2 separate regions of the Mus musculus genome follow, and region 1 is linked to region 2. A link is a contact called in public HiCAR-type data. All regions are on one chromosome and are shown on one strand. Each heading gives the region's core, a stretch centred on a gene start, on an enhancer-like site or on the middle of the called end of the contact. The rest is flanking DNA. Distances are from core to core; before and after follow the strand shown.

Region 1 (3,155 bases), core at 357-2,856, 610 kb after region 2:
CGGGGTGGATGTAATCTGCTATGTGTGTCTGTGTGTGTGTGTCATTGGCAGAAAGCGCGGAGAATGAGGTCCCAGTTCTGGTTCCACTGGGCTCTAGCAGTAGCCTAGGAAATGTTCCTTAACCAACCGCTCTGTCAAACAGGCAACACTTGAGAGAACATGCCTTTCTCTCCAAGAACGGGAGCAGTTAGCACATTACCCTTCAACAAGCACCCTGATTCAGCTACCTCTCCTACAGATGCTTCATATTCACTAAGGACAAAAAGTCAAGAAACTGAAATAACAATACAAAACTGACTGTGTAGAAGTGAGACAGACGGGATGCTCCTGTTCACAAAGGACAGACAGAAACAGGACAGATGCTTCAGAGGCTCTCGGGCCAACTGGTTTGACTACAGACGCTTCAGCAGCTTTTTCATGTTTTCATATTGAAATGAGAAAAACGTATTTCCTAAACCCTGACCCAAAAACCTGAGACTGACCTAACCGCCAGACACAGTGGTGGTTTGAATAGGAATGGACCACAGAGGCTCACAGATTTGAACACTTAGTCATCAGAGAGAGAGACTACTAGAAGGTTGGAGGAAGTGTGCCACTGGGGTGGGTTATAGGGTTTAAAATGCTCAAGCCAGGTCCATTATCTGTCTGTCTGTCTGTCTGTGTCTATCTCTTGCCAACCCAGATGTAGAACTCTTGGCTCCTTCTCCACCACGTCTGCCAGCACTCTGCCATGCTTCCTGCTCTGATGATGATGGACGAAACCTCTGAACTGTAAGCAGCCCCAGCTAATGTGTCTTCCTTTATAAGAGTTGCCATGGTCGTGGTTTCTTCACAGCCACAGCCACAGGTACTTAAGAAATGTGTACGAGCCCGCACTGTCCTGCTTCTGTGACCCAAAGGCTTTCTGCTCCCTGATCAAATAATACACCATGACCTGACTGTGCCCTACTGTGTAGGGGCAGGCGGATCTGAGGCCAGCCCGATCTACAGGGCAAGATCCAGGACAGCCAGAGATGTTACACAGAGAAACCCTGTGTAACAACGATGTCTCAAAATATCAAAACCAAAAGCAAACCCAACTTCAAATTCATAAAGCGCTTGTCCTAGTTTCCTTTTCTCGAGAGAGAACAGCCCGACATACAATAACATTGGTAATAGCAAACTAACAGACAGACAGACAGACACACACACACACAGAGAGAGAGAGAGATCCCTTTGGAGCAAGACAACTCTCAAATAAGGAAAACGCTGGGATAAAACTCGGATGAACTGAGGTTGACGCTGTCTGGTTTGGGTGTCCATGGGCTGAGGATGGCGCTGTCTGGTTTGGGGGTCCACGGCTCCTTTTCTTACCTCCCGCGGGTGGCGTGGAGGGGGAGCAGCCGCCCCGCCCCCTCTGCGCCCGGCCGCAGCGCCCCGGGATAGCGGATCCGGAGGCCCGGCCCAAAGCACACCGGGAGCCGCCGGGGCACGGCGGAGCGAGACTCACCTGAGCAGCGGCGCGGCGAAGCGGAAGCCTTCGTGTAAATCCCCACAGGCGCCGCCGGGCCTCTGGCAACAGCGTCCGGGATAGAGCGGCCGCCGCCATCTCTGCGGTGGAGAAAGTGGAGATGTACTTCCGGGTCATGACTCCAGGCCCCAGAACTAGAGGCTGGCTCCACCCTGTGGCGGCAGCAGGAATTGCAGTCTCTGAAATTCCTTTGATTCTGTGTCTGGGCTTAGAACCCTCAATCCCTTCACCCTTTGACTCCCTCCCCAGTTCGCTCCAAATAATCAGGTCTGTAGAAATGATGTGCAAGACACACAAGGGACAAAGTGAACGGAACATGTATCCCCAGGCGGTTGGAGTTAATCAGAGAGATCCAGTGCGGGAGGGACAGACACATTGAAGGATCTATCATGTTGGTCTTCGTTGTTCTAATGTTTATAGCGTTGCTTATTCTATTCCATAGGAATACCTTTGCCGAGATTGCTACTAAAAGACAGACGCTTTACAAACATAATCTTACATTCTGTTACCATGATTTAATGTTATTTACTTCCACGTCTTAGGGCTCTGCCAAAACAAACTGCTCTTACCCGTTCCTGGGTGCCTCTTTATCCACATACACTCTAATGAAACTAAAATTTGTCAAATAGCCACTTTAGCCAATTGTCCCAGGGTTTGAGGCTTAACGAAAATAGCAAGCACTTTTTAAAATTAAAGCTTTTTATTTAACTTATTATGGGGAGGGGGTGGGTGCATGCCACTCCAAGCTTGTGGAGGTCAGAAGACAACTTTATGCAATCAGTTGCCCCTTCTACCTTTGCATGAATTCTGGGGGTGGAACTCAGGTGGACAGGCTTGCACTGCAAGTGACTTTACCCGCTGAGCTGCCTGCAAGCCCCTAGCAAGCTCTTTTCTGTGAGGAAGCGACTATTACTTTGCTAATTTTACAGTGGGAACTGAGGTATTGGCTGCCTAACAGGCTGTTTAACACTAAAGAGTGTGCGCTGTAACTTTAGAAGTTGGAGTTCTGTCTAACTTGACCCCTTGTTGCCTAATACCTAATTTACATTATCGTTCAGGTATCCTTTTCCCACCCAGCCTCCTCTTTTAACTATTCACCATTTAACAACAAGACAGGAAAATCCGGGCCGGGCGTGGTGGCGCACGCCTTTAATCCCAGCACTCGGGAGGCAGAGGCAGGCGGATTTCAGAGTTCAAGGCCAGCCTGGTCTACAAAGTGAGTTCCAGGACAGCCAGGGCTACACAGAGAAACCCTGTCTCGAAAAGCCAAAAAGACAGGAAAATCCCTTGGGCGCCTCATTGTCAGTTTGTAGCTGTAATGGTGACAACCAGTCAAACGTCCAAACCAGGAACTCCATGTCACCTTTGGTTCCTGCCTCTGACTTTCCACTCTGACTTCTTGCTATTTTATCGATAGCCATTCTAAGTGTAGAAGTTTAGACAACTGCCCTCCAGCTGGCGGCGCTGTTTGCGAAGGTTGTGGAACCTTTAGGCAGTAGAGCCTTACAGTAGAAGGCATTGGGCACAGACTCTGGAGGTTTCATAGCCTGGTCCCACTTCCCGATCTCCCTGTTTCTGAGCTGTGATGCAGCTTGATAGCGCCTGTTCCTGTCGCCCTGCCTTCCCCATCACGGATGGATGGAAG
Region 2 (3,482 bases), core at 139-2,638:
GACAGTGGCAGGCCAGGCATCTTTAGAGTCAGCCTTCGTCTTACTTGGGGCAAGCTATTCTGATTTCTCCCCTGTGAAATGGGGGAAGTTTTGCTTCTTCCGGTGGTGGTGTTAGGATTACATTAGGCTAATGATCTACAAGCCTGTGCAGCCTGCATGGCACTTTGCTCTAGTGTAATATTAGTCGCGTGTATGAATATGTGTGCTGTTGAACTTTGGGAGGATTGGAAGTAATGGAGACCAACAGGCAGTTAGGTCCTTCCTATCTGCTGAAACTGTGAATGTGGCAGAAAAAAAAAAATCTTTTGCAATGAAATTACCACAGAGGTCTCCCTTTGGATCTTGCCTTCTGACGCCCTTCTCCCAAACTCAGGCAAAGACTACCATTTCTGACATTACAGTTTCCTGGTTTCTTTACAAGCAAGGCTTATTTTGGCTTGGTGCTGAGCCTGGAGAAATGCATTAAAACCTGGCAGCTCTGTTCTCCCGTCTCTGGGTGCCTCGGGGCTCCTGCCAGCGGTGCTCGGTTAAAAAACGTGCTTCTGGATGGTTTCACTTGCCCGCAGTCCTGCGTGAGATAGCTCATTAACGCCGGTTTCATTGCTGCTGCCAGCCACTCCTCTGCATGCCTTCCCCTCCCCCACCCCAGTGACAGTGGTCATGCATGACATGTAGAAGTAATAAACTCGGACCTAAAATTTACTACCCCCATCTCCGTCCGAGGAATCCCCTAGCAACGCGTAAATACAGAGTCCGGCGAAGCTCGCCTGTCGGGTCCCCTCACCACAATCCCCACGGCCGAGAAGCCCGACGATCTGGCCCCGCACCACTCCAGGTGGCAATCGCACCGTCACCCAATCTCCCTTTCAGCCTGGCTGCCACTGAAGACCCGGGCCGGGGCAGCGACGGGGCCGCGAGGCCTGACTGGAAAGGGCTCGCGCGCGCGGGGCACCGTCGCGGTTGGGGCCACTGACGGGAGGGTCCCCAGGACAAGCGCTGGCCGTGGGGACTGGGGGGCGGCGGGCCCCGAGGGGCGAGGGTTGCAGCCGGCGTAGACAAAGAACAGCGCGGTCCCCGCCGCCCTCGGCTTCCCCGCGCGTCCTCGCAGAACGGGCAGCCGTGAGCCCGGGGCTCCGGTTCCCCGGGGCAGCCCGTCGGTCTCTGGCCGCTCTCGTTCGCGCAGCGGCCGAGCAGCCCTGCCCTTCCGGGCGGAGCGGGCCGTGGGCGGGAGGCGCGCGTGTGCTCCGGGCACAGCCCGAGGTGCGGGCAAGCCCGAGGGGGCGGGGACGGGCGCGGGGGCGGGGGCGCGGCTGGGACACGTGTGGCGGCGGCGGGGGAGGGGGCGGCGCCCGGGGCTTTAAGAAGGTGCGGAGGGGGCGGGCACTTTCCCAAGCCCGGCCGAGGGGCGTCGCGTGCACACCGGCGGCGGCGGCGCTCGGAGGCGGACGACGCGCTCTCGGCGCCCGCGGCCCCGGTTCCCCCCGCGCTCTCGCTCCGGCGGCCCAAAGTAACTTCGGGAGCCTCGGTCTCCCGCTAACTTCCCCCCGCGGGCTCGGTTGCCCGGACCCGCTCGGCTCGAGCCCGCCGCCGGCTCGCCTTCCCCGCACGCGGCTCCTCCGTGCCGGTGCCTCCGAAAGTGGATGAGAGAGCGCGCGGGGCGCGCGGCGGCACGGAGCGCGGCGGCATGGAGCGCGGCTGCTGGGCGCCGCGGGCTCTCGTCCTGGCCGTGCTGCTGCTGCTGGCGACGCTGAGGGCGCGCGCGGCCACCGGCTACTACCCGCGCTTCTCGCCTTTCTTTTTCCTGTGCACCCACCACGGGGAGCTGGAAGGGGATGGGGAGCAGGGCGAGGTGCTCATTTCCCTGCACATTGCGGGCAACCCCACCTACTACGTACCGGGACAGGAATACCATGGTAGGTACCACCACGGCATCCCTACGGCGCCACGGTGGCCCGCGAGCGCATCTTTCCATCCTTTTCCTTCTTCCCAGGGGCCAGCCGGCCGGAGACCGGGACAACCTCCTACCTCAGCGGGGTGCGCTGCCTGGGGAGAGAGAACAAAGTTAGTGGAGAATGGAGTCCTGAGTTGGGATTTCAACTGTCCCCTAACACATAAACTGGTGCTTATGTGACAGGCCACACAAGCTTTTGGTACTGCTGTCCCCCACCCCTTCACTCCCTGCAGCTGCCGAACCTGCGCATCGTGTTTTCCTAACCCCAGTACTTAGATACCAGACTTTTGTCCTGTTCTGGGTCCTCCTTGGTGGGTCCCCAGGTGGCGCTGGGGTTGTCACTGGGTTTTGCCGGCCAGCTGCCGACAGATTGGAGCACTTTGGTCGGTGGCTGCCCATGCCGGCGGCCAGTTAAAAGTTCCCGCTGCTCTGCAGCCAGGAGTCCCTAGTGATCTGTCCTCAAGAAACAGAGCGGCTGTTTCCAACCCTTTATTCTTTTAAAGAGTCGTTTAAAATATCAGTGATTGATGATTTCTGTCATCCCCTTCATACTTTTAGCTTGGTGCTTGCTGTTGTTAGCATTGTCTGGGCGATGCTTACTAATCACTTGTATCTGCACAGCTTTAAGTCCCTGGCAGGACCTACAAGCTTCTCCCCACAAAGGCGATCCCTCTCCTAAGGGATCAGTATGCAATCCTTCATCGAGGTGAAACATTACTGCAAAGTTGAATTTTAGCAACAAGAAGAGTAATTTAATGTAGTATGCAGTCCTTCATCGAGGTTAAAACATTACTCAAAAATAAAAATTAGCTACAAGAAGAGCAATTTAGTGTAGTCCATATACTTTTAATCAAGTGAAATATGTGGGAGATAAACCATGTGTACTTTCTGTCTTCATTCTGGGACTTCTTAATGATAGGAAATGTTAAATTGGAAAATTTCCATAAAATATTTATACCCAATGACATAAACTATCATTGAGTGAACTCATGCCATCCCAAGGGTGCTGTCTGTAATAGGCTACAGGTGTTGACAGAGCAGAAGGTGGCTGGCATTTCACATAGATTTGGGAGTGAAAATTTTGTAAAAATGCTAAAGAGTTTTCTGTTTCAGTAAAACCTTCCTACCCACCTCCAAATGGCTTTGGCTGAGTCTGTTCATCCTAGATATTTACACCAGTGGCTTTAACAACTTCCTCAGAGGGGTGGCAGCCTTGTTCCTGCAATTTCATAATTTAATTTTAGGAAATCAATTTCTGTAACTAGTCCTTTAAATAAAAGGGTTTGCTTGTACGTGTTCCCTTCCCAACAGTTATCTGGTGCTTTTTCTGAGATCATGGAAATCTTTGCAGTGAAAGGAACGCCAGTGTGGTGACCACCCAGACCTAACCTACAGACTGACTGAGACAGTGGTCACTTGGCGTGCCCCTTAGCAGACGTGTAGCTGGTTATCTGTGAGAGCCGCTAGTCGGTGAGTGAGTGAATGCTGGTCTAAAAGGTGCTCCTGTCAAGCTGTGAGGGGTGTCTCTGAT

Evidence for each region. HiCAR-type assays count read pairs that join an accessible place to other places.
Region 1: a HiCAR-type map of astrocytes shows a contact between it and region 2, with 2.4 times the contacts expected there. The contact joins the promoter of Pmpcb here to the promoter of Reln in region 2. A contact is called at or near these places in 1 of 484 Hi-C or Micro-C datasets (embryonic stem cells) and 2 of 115 datasets of contacts at active chromatin or transcription factors (astrocytes and embryonic forebrain).

The regions. Positions count from the first base shown.
Region 1 is chr5:21,735,611-21,738,765 of GRCm38.p6, reverse strand. Pmpcb (peptidase (mitochondrial processing) beta) reads right to left here and starts at 1,606. Exons shown (of 13, transcript NM_028431.2): 1 at 1,490-1,606. The coding sequence starts at 1,588.
Region 2 is chr5:22,342,611-22,346,092 of GRCm38.p6, reverse strand. It overlaps Reln (reelin), which reads left to right and starts at 1,388. Exons shown (of 65, transcript NM_011261.2): 1 at 1,388-1,913. The coding sequence starts at 1,685.